2 separate regions of the Ovis aries genome follow, and region 1 is linked to region 2. A link is a contact called in public Hi-C data. All regions are on one chromosome and are shown on one strand. Each heading gives the region's core, a stretch centred on a gene start, on an enhancer-like site or on the middle of the called end of the contact. The rest is flanking DNA. Distances are from core to core; before and after follow the strand shown. Region 1 holds the start of SELENOF (selenoprotein F). Region 2 holds the start of SH3GLB1 (SH3 domain containing GRB2 like, endophilin B1).

Evidence for each region. Hi-C and Micro-C count contacts between places; a contact is called where the count stands out from the background.
Region 1: a Hi-C map of hypothalamus shows a contact between it and region 2, with 4 times the contacts expected there. The contact joins the promoter of SELENOF here to the promoter of SH3GLB1 in region 2. A contact is called at or near these places in 2 of 16 Hi-C or Micro-C datasets (hypothalamus and skin fibroblasts).

The regions. Positions count from the first base shown.
Region 1 is chr1:64,004,439-64,010,974 of ARS-UI_Ramb_v3.0, forward strand. SELENOF (selenoprotein F) reads right to left here and starts at 4,023. Exons shown (of 5, transcript XM_004002164.6): 1 at 3,912-4,023. The coding sequence starts at 3,986. It overlaps HS2ST1 (heparan sulfate 2-O-sulfotransferase 1), which reads left to right and starts at 4,563. Exons shown (of 7, transcript XM_012175327.5): 1 at 4,563-5,074. The coding sequence starts at 4,951.
Region 2 is chr1:63,851,868-63,858,047 of ARS-UI_Ramb_v3.0, forward strand. It overlaps SH3GLB1 (SH3 domain containing GRB2 like, endophilin B1), which reads left to right and starts at 4,868. Exons shown (of 11, transcript XM_042250670.2): 1 at 4,868-5,287. The coding sequence starts at 5,216. It overlaps LOC105609232 (a long non-coding RNA gene), which reads right to left and starts at 4,869. Exons shown (of 8, transcript XR_006060011.2): 1 at 4,181-4,869.

The DNA of each region.
Region 1 (6,536 bases), core at 2,773-5,272, 150 kb after region 2:
ACCAGCTAACTAAACAAGTTGATAAAACCAAATGGCATATCTCATTGTAAAAAAACTTTAACTACTGCTGGCATACTCCTCCAAAATGCTAATCATCCCACTGGCCTTACATTAAGTCAACATCCTAATTTGATACCTTATACAAACATCCTTTACCTTATGTAAGTAATAGGGGACAGTATATATCATAATGTATCAAAATAGATCAAGTGTACCAGTCTAGCCAGAGGGACCTAAGACCCTTGCTCCTATACTAATACTTTGAATAGTTTCTTTACTTGTAAAGTGATCTGCTTGATCTATTTCACAGGTTAATTTCTATTTCTCCAAAGATGGCCACACCAAAATATATACATCATCCCAAATGTGACTGGCAGGGGCTTGTGACTATTCTGACAAACATGGTGTCAAGAAGTGATAATTATGTGATTTCTGAAGGTAGGCCATAAAAAAGGAAGCCATCTCTGCTTGATTAGGGCTTGCAGGTGCTGCGTCTCTGTTTCTCTAAAATACTCACCTTTTAGCCACCATGCTGTAAGATAGCCTAAACTATAGAGAGAATGTGGAGAGGCCCATGCAGAGAACAGCTGAGGCCTCCAGCTGACAAAGAGCACCAACTACTAGATGTGTGAGTAAAAAGCCTTCATACTTTACTCTTTAGTCTCAGGCTGAGGTCTGAGACACGGTGGAACACAGTCACGCTGTCGTGCCTGTCTGAATTGCTAACCCAAAGAATCTGGGTTAAAATGAACAGGTGATCTGTTTTGTAGCCATGGTAACTAAAACAGGCAATAAAAGCGGAATCATTTTGAAACAGTGAACTGCTAAACAAATGTAAGAAACTGTTACCAAAGCATGTTTTACAAAACAAGCATCTCTAATGAAAACTCATGGGATCGTAATCCTTGGTTTTATTCTGGCATTGACTGAGCACCTACTGACAGGTAGAGTGAACATGCGAAACGTACTTGAGTCTGATGACATCCTGATTCAAATACCAACTCAGAGCAACCTTACTCCTGAACAGGATTAATTACCACTTACTTCACTTCCCAGAGTTTGGCTTCCCTGGCAGCTCAGAGGTTAAAGTGCCTGCCTGCAATGCGGGAGATGTGGGTTCGATTCCTGGGTCGGGAAGATCCCCTGGAGAAGGAAATGGCAACCCACTCCAGTATTCTTGCCTGAAGAATCCCATGGATGGAGGAGCCCGGTGGGCTACAATCTACAGGGTTGCAAAGAGTCGGATACGACTCAGCGACTTCACTTCACTGCACAGAGTTTGGAGGATTAAAGGAGAAAAAGTACTGAAAGCATGTAGTATCCTGTCCAGTACACAGTGAGTACTTAATAAATGTTAGAATTATTCCTTCCACTGTGAAAACAAAAACACTCTATATTTAAATCATTATAATAGACATGGGTTAGAGGTAAGTGTAGGGGAGATAGAAGGTATCGTTAATTTCATGAATGAATCTTTTTTTCTACCATAATTCATTTTTTCCAGACTTGAGGCTTTGACTCAAATAAGAACATCAGAACATATTTTAAAGCACTTTATGACAAAAGGCTAAATAATAGAGGAGAGTTCAACTACAAATTACACCCACCCATCTTTTTATTACATAAAACTAACTGAATAGCATTTAAACGTACACAGTAAGGTCAAATATTACATTTTATTTTTTGTTTTACTGTTATTATTACTATTTTTGGCTCTGCCACAGTGCTTATGGAATCTTAGTTCTCCAACCAAGGACTGAACAGCGCCCTTGGCAGTGAAAGCACGGAGGCCTGGATGACCAGGGAATTCCCCTAAATTTTATAATAATTAGCCACTCTTGTAAGAAAGACATGGATTTTAAGGACAGGGTGGGATAACCCTGACTGGGTAACTACTTAACAGTTTACAACTTTCTCCAATTTTAAGTAGGATTGACAGGCTGAGAGACTATGCGTTATTCATTTATTTTTCTGGTGTTATTGAGTTCTTTAAAAACATGAGGGTTGTTGGTGGAGAAGTTGTAATAACTATAATGCAACATTACCCCTTTGGGCAAAAGTCTGGTATTGCTATACATTTTACTACACTTACACATTCACATGATTAGTTGTCTCTTTACTCAGAAAACTCACAGGGTTCTCACATAGTAATTCTGAAAAGACTCAAATCTGAGATAAAAGTAAATACATGGGTTTACAGACTAGCCCCAAGAAAACAAGTATCAGAAACATTATGACAAGCCATAATGACAAGCTCTTACAAGGCACCAGATACTTTGTAAAGTGTTGCTAAACACTTCACATCATTATTTCATTTAATCTTATCCTCCTATGAAAGAGGAGGTATTATCCTTACCTTATAAAAGAAAAGAAAGTAAAGTCCCTCAGTCGTGTCTGACTCTTTGCGACTCCATGGACAGTAGCCTGCACCAGGCTCCTCCATCCATGGGATTTTCTAGGCAAGAGTACTGGAGTGGGTTGCTATTTTCTTCTCCAGGCAATCTTCCCAACCCATGACCCAGGGATTGAACCCAGGTTTCCCACATTGTACACAGACGCGAAAGGCACCAGCGAAGGTATAAATGAGACCAAAAGAAATCAACAACAGAAACTGCTCAACAGACACATAGAATCATGAGAAATCATTATTTTAAGCCACTATAGGGGGTGCTTACACAGCCACAGATAATCAAACAGTTAAAGAGCTAATGAGATCGGAAGAAGTCAACTTGAAATGTTACTCTATCTTTTCATGGTGGTGAATACAAATTATCTAAGACTGACAAAAAATTCTTGAGTACAAAGTTTAGATAGGGGTCTTCCAATAATTTCTAAGGCACCAAATGACTGAATAATGAAGTATTATAAAGTTAATGAGAAGAATCCACCTTTTATGTAAGGCTGTAAAAGTAAACAGGCAAGATCTTTAAACTCCTTAATGAAAGAAAAGCCCAGGTGTTTGCGGAGGCCTTCCGTATAGACCCTCAATCCTCCAAACCTTGAATAAATTAATCAAACCAGATTTCTAGGAGAATACTCAGCAGACTCAATACAGAGAACACTTGAAAAATTAGGCTGATAAAAGACACTTGTAAAAACTCCAAGTATGATGCCTATTAAAAAGTTTTATTATTCACAGTTGAACGAACTAAAAACTTATAATAAGTCGTTTGTGAGTGAATAGGAAAATAAGTCGAAACTAGCCTCTTCCCATTCAAATATAAAGAAGGTATCTCTTCTGTTAATGGATAAAAACGAAAAAAAAAAAAAACTTGGTTAGACAACGATCGATTTTAAGCGAGATGAAAGCTATCATTTTAGAAAATCAATTTCAAGAATAAATTATGTTTTAGTATGGCGTAGTTCCTTTTATTGCAACAGAGTTGTTTAAAAACCACAAATGATACTGAGGTGTACCCAGCGGCCTGTGAGTGCCAGAGAACAGAGGTAAAAGACTAAGAGTGACTTACAGGGACCACAAACAAATGACAAAAAGAAGTAAAAAGGAAGTGTACCCTGGACCAAAGACTTGAGGGCTTTCCTCTAAGACTTGAAAGGAAGCTTTGTCATAAAGACGACAGTTCCTTGCATTTCTGCTAATTTAAAAACAATCTTCATTTCTTTGCAAAACTTAGTGCCTTTCCCGCCCCTCACCCCTCGCTTTTACGGTGTGTCTTACAGACTGTATTCAAGAAAGTCTCAGGTCAGAAGAAGGAACTGCTAGAAACCCAGGGTGGGGAAAGATAATCTTCAAACGCGGAATAAAGCCACGTCGCACGCCAGCAGCAGCAACCGCTGGGGGAGCCCACCCGTTTCAGCTGTGTTTCCCAAAAGCGACCGAATATTCCGTCTTCCTTAGCGCAATCCCTGTCGCTCGCCCTGGGGCTGCAGCAGAGGTGACCTCCACTCACCGTTTGAAGCACGGTCGCCAGCAGCAGTCGCAGCCCAAACGCCGGGCCAAGCCATCCATCCGGCCGGCCCGCCATCTCCGCCACCTTCCGTAGGTCTCCGGCTGCCGAGAAGACCCCTCTGCTAGGGGCGTCTACTCCAGTGCCTGATCCAAAACAGGCAGCTAAAGGCCGCTGCCATCAAGCCTCTTATTCTGAGGAGACGGGCATTAACTACGGGCATATGTAAGCTTAAAGGTGAGCAAAAACTTTACACTTGATGTAAATATGAAGTCACTGGGTCCTTTCGCTAACTCACATCAGGCATCTCCCTAAACTCCTCAAATCTGTGCTTCCCGGGCTCCTTCTTTTCATTCACGACATTTCCTTAAGCAGTCAAGAAGCCCCGCCTTCGCCAGTTTCGGCCTGCCTCCTTCTCCAAGTTTACCCAATCGAGTGCCGATTTGGTTGACACCTACGGCAAAGGAAACCAACCGTGACACGCACCAAGAGCGAAGCGCTGGAGTTCTTCGGCCCAATAAGCTCAACCGAAAGGGAGTAGAGGGCGGAGCCTCTGGTTGCCGAGCAGCGTACGTGGAGGCGTGCGCGTGGAGGCGGAGAGGGATGGGTAAGGGGCGGGGCCGAGGGCGGCGCAGCCGCAGCCGCAGCGCTGGCGGAGAAGCGCGCGTCCGCGAGCGAAGGAGGGAGGGAAGGAAGGAAGAGAAGGAGGCGGTTAGGCAGGCGGGCGCGGGGGTCGGGGACTGAGGCAGTAAAAGGAGGCGAGAGCCCGGCAGCTGCTTCGCTCTGTGTTTGCTGCACGGGCTTTTGGAGGGAGTCGGCCGTGGAGTCGGTCGAGGAGAAGCGGGCACCGGCGGTGTTGCTGCTGGCGCCTGGGGGCGGGGGACTGGGGACGCGAGAAGGGGGGTCGCTGCAGTGGTTCTCTCGCTGTCGCGCTCTTCTTGCCTTTCTCCCGGCTCCGTGGGCTCCTCCCGGGGTCTCCCTCGCCCCCGGGGCCCCGATCCCCGCCCCCCGCGGTATGTCTTGATCCCGAGCAGCGGGTTTCATGGGGCTCCTCAGGATTATGATGCCGCCCAAGTTGCAGCTGCTGGCGGTGGTGGCCTTCGCGGTGGCGATGCTCTTCTTGGAGAACCAGATCCAGAAACTGGAGGAGTCCCGGTCGAAGCTAGGTGAGGAGCCGGGTCACTCCGGGCTGAGTGGTGTGTGGAAGGGGCCAGGCTGGGGAGGCACTGCAAGCCAAGCAAGTGGGCGTTTATCTAACCTGATATCTGGCTTGGAGGCTGGAGGCTGAAAGAGAACACAAGCCGAATTCATTTGGTGTGAATTAAGCTTGGGTGGTATGCTGGGCTCACGAGGTCAAGGGGCAGAGGTTGCAAGGTTGGACTTTCCCGAGCCAAAGGGATACCCTGAACTAGGCATTTCACGGGGAGAAAGCAAGAGAATATCGAATTCGTTGGGGAGTCAGTACCGACAGTTGGAGGAGACCGTAACGGTCAGGCTTGCCTGTTCTCTTGGAAGTCAAACGGAAAGCTCCAGCAGTGTCAGGCAGGGGGTTTTCTAATTTGAGATGTGGGCACCTGGATACTGAATCTTTTGGGAATGGGGAGGTTCGCGAAGGGACAGATGGGCTGAAATGGAGGGGAGATACTGGAATGATGGTGTGTAAAAGAAATACATTGTAGTGAGTTGCACTCGTGCTGGGGGCAGCAAGGGACCGCGCAACTGACGAGAGAAATAGACTGTCCAGGTAGGACAGAAAAGCAAATAAAAAGCTCGCAAGAGGTTCTGAAACGAGGTAACCAGGCATTTAAATTCTTTTTTAGTGGCGCTAAACTGGTATTTTGAGCTTAAGAAAGGAGTTGTATGTGCATGTTGCTTCGCGGCAATGTTGGTGTAGTGAATTTAGAAGGGGAGGAAACGTTGAGGGGGAATTGCTATAATGAAATTTAAAGTTAACGAGAGGAAGAGTGCAGCAAGTTTACCGTATGGCTAAGTACCTTAAAGAGTTAAAAGATGTTACTTTAATTGGGGGGTGATCTGAAGTACAAAATGTTGGAGTGTGCTGTTGTGAAAGACCAGACGAATGCACAGACAAGTACTTTCAGAGCAGTAAGGAACTGTGGCATTTGGGAAGAGTGAATGGGGAGGGAGTGTTAAAAGAATGTCAGCAATACATTTTGATTTTAAAATGTACATGGCGCTTAAAAATCAGCCCAAGAGGCTGTAATTTGGATATGGAAAATAATGTTTAGTAAGTGTATTTTATACACTTTAACTGCCGCATCATTTAAAATAAGTTTTGAAATGCAAAGGATAAAATAGAAGCTTTATAATTTAGACTCAGAAGTAACGTATGCTGCTGTGATGATTAATGTTTTGGAAAAATCTATCAGAAAATAAGTGTAATATTACAAATAGTAGCTAGCCATTTGCAATTTTGATACTTTGAAAAAAGCACTGGAGACAATTTTAAAGTGCAGTTTATCAAAGAACATCAAATAAATTAACAAGTGCAAATAAATTTGAAGATAGGGACAATTCCACTCTTCAACTCTAAGGTAAAACTTGCCCTGTATAATTTTGAACAGATATCAAATTTATTTTCTATGATTTTATTAATATGTATAGTAT
Region 2 (6,180 bases), core at 3,618-6,117:
CTAGTCAAGAAGACTAGAGTGGGGTGCATTTCCTACTCCAGAGGGTCTCCCCAACCCAGAGATCTAACACTAGTCTTCTGCATTGGCAGATGGATTCTTTACCGCTAGCACCACCTGGGAAGTCCAAAATAATGTTAAATGTCAATTATACCTCAATTTTAAAAGAGAGGATAAAGACAAGAAATAGTTCAGAGGGAAAATACTGCCAGCACTCAATCAATCAGATGTGGGAAATCAGAGGAAATAAATGGGTTCAGATTTCTACCTTAGGTGATCCAGTGCATATAATTCAACTAAAGTTACAGGAAACTCAAGAAGAAAAGTAACTTTAAAAAAAGTAAACTGCAACAGGCTCAGTACTGGAAATACTGAATCTGTAGTTGGAAATTTAGATTGGGGAGAGGAGTCACAAAAGAACTGTATAAATCTTGATTTGATTAATTTATTCATTTCAGAAAGTATTTGAGAATCCACTGTGCTTCCAGAAATATAGACCATAAAAATATAAAACTGATCAAAAAATGGTTGCTGCTCAGAAGAAGAGAAATGAAATCTATCTGTAGGCAGAAGGTACAAACTGCTGGACCAAGTTCTGAAAGGATGATATGTACATTCTCAACTTTGGCCACACATTTAGAATCACCTGGGGAACTTCTGATCATCCCAATGCCCAGTCCACACTCTGGGGTTATGATCTGGGCATCAGCAGCTGCTTAAATTCTCCAGGTGATACCAATATGCAATCAAAAGTAAGAGAGCTCCACTCAGAAGAGAACACCTAGGATACTGCCTTTGAAATATTTGGCAGTGTTTGCGGGAGGAGTGTGAAGAAGGATAAGGGGTAGAAATAAGAGAATTTTGTTGAAGGAGCTCCCTCCATATAGCTTCATGATATACAAAGTATCAAAGGCTAAAAATAAGAGTATATGAGAATAAGGCAGGCATGTTAGGAGACTGGCAAAGTTTTGCAGTAGGCTCTGCAGAGTATGTGAAAAAGTTACTTAGATGTAGGAGCTTTTAAGCAGTTATAAAAGTTCAATGGAAGTAAGTCATGCATTGATATTAGCATCCATCTACAAGGTTGTATAATTCTTCTCCCTAATGATGCTTGGCAGTCTGTGAGCATGTACAGAGAAAACATTCATCCAGGACTGTTGATTGATAGGTTAGAAGAATAAAGGGAACTGAGAAGGCTGGTGAAAGTTAAAAATAGGACAATTAAGAATTAAGCATGTGATTGTAGGACTTGATGATGACGATTACATACTTAAATGAGTAAAGAAGTCAGAGATCAAAGGAGGAAAGGAGGGGGAGTTTCAGTCAAAACAAGATTTCCAAATGCAGGACTTCAAAATAACAGAGTACAGAGCGAGTATGGCAATAGATACCTAATCAGCCTTGCTACTTGTCTTAGCCTCCTCTCCAACCCACTATCTACATTGCCTGAAACCTGGTATTTCTAAGTTGAAAGTCTGATCATCTCTCCCCACCCTCATGCCTCAATCCACCAGATGAACTCAATCAAAAGCCAGTTCAAGAAGTCTTATCACCTCTCCTATCCTGATAAGTTAATACCCACTTCCTCTACACTTTCTCCCTTTGCTCAATCTTAAACAAGTTTTTATAGTTTTCCTTCACATACTGTTTTTATTTATAAGTCTGGTTCCCCCACTAGAGTTCCATGAAAGCTCCAATCAAGTGTTACCATCTTTTAAGCCAAATTTCAACAATCTTACTGATAAATTCAACAAGTAGAGGTATGCTGCTGCTGCAGCTAAGTCACTTCAGTCGTGTCCGACTCTGTGCGACCCCATAGACAGAAGCCCACCAGGCTCCCCCGACCTTGGGATTCTCCAGGCAAGAACACTAGAGTGGGTTGCCATTTCCTTCTCCAGTGCATGAAAGTGAAAAGTGAAAGTGAAGTTGCTCAGTCATGTCCAACTCTTAGCGACCCCATGGACTGCAGCCTACCAGGCTCCTCCGTCCATGGGATTTTCCAGGCAAGAGTACTGGAGTGGGGTGCCACTGCCTTCTCCAGTAGAGGTATAGATTCTGGCATTTCTTGTTTGCTTATGCTTGTATCAACACTTTTAATGATGATGTATTTGAGGAAACTCTTTAGGCTATTTGTCCACTACTGTGAAGTTTTATTTAAATAGATAATCTGCAAAGACATGGAACCAGTCACATGTATTATGTGACCATATTAGTAAATAAACTACTAATTACAACTCCTTCAAGTTGTGGAATTCCCACTCTTCCCATAAGGTATTTCATTTACAGTTTGTGACATGTGTCTATCTAATAAATGCAAGGTGGGAACACCAGTGTCAACCCATATTTTTTAAAAAGTAATGAAACAAAATTTTCTGTTTATTAAATTAAAATATATACAAACCAAACTTCTAATGTATATTTTTGCACACCAGTGGATCATCTTGCGTACCCCATGAAGTTTGGATATCATTGGTCTAAACATAAGGTAATGAACTATCTGCCAGCCACTACAAAAAAAAAATTAAAATACATATCATACTACCTAAAATGTCATTTTTATAAAGATTTTTTTCATTTTTAAGCTGAAAATTTTGAGGAGAATTTCAGATATTCAGCACTTTGTATTAATTTTCAAAGATTGCTTTCCTAATACCTTGAACTATTGGAGTAAGAAGTTACTATGGGGGATAGAAAAAGAAAGTGTTAAAAGGTGATCTAAAACCCTTACAGAAAAACCAAGCCTCCAAATTAAAATTCAGGTTACTAGGTACAGCTGGAAGTGAACATTTAAAAGCACTCTGGACTCCCCTTGGCATTTCAACATACTTATAACTACTTGTTCAATTTCTGTCTCATGGGATTAGTTATAAGCTCCCATGAGAGCAAGGGCTATCTGCCTTGTTGCCCGTTATATTCCCAGTCATACGAACAGTGCCACGTGCACACAGTAGACGTTCAAAAAATATTTACTAAATCAGTGAATGAAATGGTACATCTGAAGTTTCAATTAAGAAACTAATCCATGAGAACAATAACAAAAAAATAAGTGCTAAACCTTGAGATTTCAGGTATTTATTCTTATAGCAAATCCATCAGAAGTGTCAGCAAAACACAATGAGAAAGTCCAGGAGATAGCAGAGAAACCGTGGAACAATAAGGTCCTGGAAAGGGGTGTGTTTGTTATTGTGAAGGGGCTGGGTACAGTCACTGTGGAAGTCTGAGAAAAGGCTGTTTGATTTATCAGGAAGATAACTGGCAACTTCAGGAATTCTGTTAAGGAATAGTTACAGAAGTGGAAACCAACTACATGGAATTAGGTAGGAAATTCTAAGATGGTAAGGAAATAGAAACACCACACTAGTCTTATAAATTCACCAGTGAAACTAGAGAAACAGTATTATAGATGGCTCACCAGGAACAAATGAAGATTGTTTTTTCAAGTCAGCATATCTACAAGTTTGAGGAAGAGAATTCAGAGTTTTTTCCTTTCATGGTGAAGGCGGGTGGTGTTGAGATCACTTTGTAGAAATAGAGAATATGACAAAACATGCTTACTGTGAAGACAGACATCTGCAAAAAGATATGGTGTTTTCCATGTAAAAGTCTAAATTGGACAATAAATGACAAAATTCCTGATTATATACTTCCTTTCCCATATTTCTGGCAAGGTAAGTTGAGAAGAAAGAGAGATGGAGTAGATTTATTCTTTTGTAGTTATCTTAGTAAGAAGTGTCTGTTTCTGTTATCACCACAAAGAATACAACTATTTGCATGTTATCTACGCTTCCTTGTAATACTTTGGAACGAATCTTTGTGCCTTTAACACAGCCACTACTGCTCTGACTGCTGTTTCAGTAAAACACTAAGCATGAATGTGAACTCATTTCATTGCCTGCTGGGCCTGCATTTTTCCAGCTCTAATGTAACACAAGGACACTGCGACACACGCAAGAACAGCCTTTTCTTCGAAATACTAACGTCTCTGCCTCCATTCTTGCACCTGTTTCAATCAGTTCTAGCATAGGCTGTATCCTTAAAGCTACTTTAGAAGATACTTGGAATTGCAGGGTTTTGAACAGATTCCACATCATATTCCCATTAGTTATTAAAATTCACATCATATTCTCATTAGTTATTAACATTCTCCTCGCTAAATCGTTAAGCAGTATTCTGTCTCACTCACCGTCTTCTTTGCGTCCCCTATCCCGCAGTTGGTGTCTTGGGCGCCGTATTATGCACTAAGTAGGCACCTAGTGTTGATTTTGTAGTCCAGCGTAGTCCACGGTCACTCAGTCACAAAGCTCTTGTGGAAGCACATAGAAACAGAACTGGCCCCGGGGATGGGAGTTGTCCCTGAAAGTTGTCGAGTAACCGAACTAAGAGCTTTCTGAGGGCAGGGACAATCTTGTTCAGCACGGTGTCTGCAGCACAGGATTCAGTTCTGGTACAAGATGGATAGTCGATAATGCTGAATAAACGAAAAACGGGTTCGGTGGCAACATTTAACTTCAACTCTATTCTGCAAACAGCCGCGTGCCATCCAGGCGTCAGGGAACCAGTAGGGCGCGGGTGCTTCAAGACGACAGGGAACTGTTGGTTCTAATTTCACATACTGTAATTCTATGCTACAATTTCCATATTTTCACTTAAAACAAAACGGGGAGTTTGGGTTCTCTCTGCTCGCGGTTCCCAGGGGCTTAAGCACAAACACCGAGCGCCACAGCGCCCGGAGGCGCGCCCCTAGCAACGAACGCGACCCTGCCCCCAGCGGAACTGGCGGAGCTCCGGGCGCGGTCAGCCGCGGCGCTCCTGAAGGGGTCGCTGTTCCCGCGATAACCTCTATAAAGGCCCCGCCCCGAGGCCCGCTCTCGCTTCCTCTGTTGGGGACCCGGCCCTGAAAGGCCCGGACGCTGCTCTGTCTTGCAAGCCCACCGCGAAGCCCGCCGACGTTAGCGGCATCTCCCCAGGCGGCACAGGCCCTGGGTCTCGGCCGCTGCCGCCTGGACTCGCGGCCGGCTTCGAGGCGGTTGTTCTCTCCCCTCGCCCCACCCTCTCTCTCCCCCTTCACGGAAACGACAGCTGCGGCGGCGGGGCTGGCGCCGCCTCCCTCCACCTACCACGTCTGCCCCCGCCACTCTCGCCCGGCGCCCCAGCCCGGCCGCGGCGCCTCCATCTCCCCGCTAGGTCAGCCGGCTGCTCCGCCCGGCTGACGCCCAGGATGAACATCATGGACTTCAACGTGAAGAAGCTGGCGGCCGACGCGGGCACCTTCCTCAGTCGTGCAGTGCAGGTACCGCGGCGGGAAGAAGGGGTGGCGACGCCCGGGAGGGACAGGGAGGGGTCGCCCGAGACAGCCGCGCCCTCTGCACCCGGCTTCGCCGACCGCCCGACTGGCCTGCCGCGGCCGGAGGCCCGGGTGATGGGCGCGGCCTTGTGCCCCTCTGGGCCTGGCGGCCGTTTTCCTCCCCCTTCTTGCCCAACCGCCGGTGCCGGGGAAGCGAGGCGGAGTGGGGACAGGGCCCGGAGCGTCCTCCCTTCTCTGGAGGCCACCTTGAGTTCGGCCTCGGGCCGAGGCACAGCCCCGCCGGCCTTTCTGACCTCACGGCGCCGCTGCTCGTGTGCCCTCCCTCCCCGGGCGGGCGGAGGCTTTGCGAGTCCGCGGGGTGGTGGAGACCATTCTTGCACCACCCCCACCTTTTCATTCCGTCTCCCTCTCTCCTCGCCAAGTCCAAGAAGGAAGTTTCCTTTTCCTGCCCATCAACCCAGGGAGCTGCCAACGCAGTTCCCTGCCGTCCTCTCACCCTGAGAGGAAGGTTCCCGGTCTTGGCTGTCCGTGGCAGAAATGGAGATCGCCAGTTGGCGTCCAGACTTTGCCAGAGCCACAGAGCTTGGGGGCTTTCCCACTCACTTTCGAAATGGGAAGCGCTGACCGTAGGGCAGTGAGCGAGAAGATTCATGTTGTGCTTATAGTCACAGGGACATTTTTCAAGTAACACTTTAAAGGGGAAAGTTGACTGTCTCATCGTATTCAAAAATAAAGGAAGTGTCGGTACTAGGGAACTTGGACAGTTTTCCAGTCATCACCCACATTATGCCAACTAAGTTAAATCTACGAACAGATGTAAATTTCACCACAACACGGGATATAAACAGTCTGGTGTTTTAAGTTAATGACAGTCACAG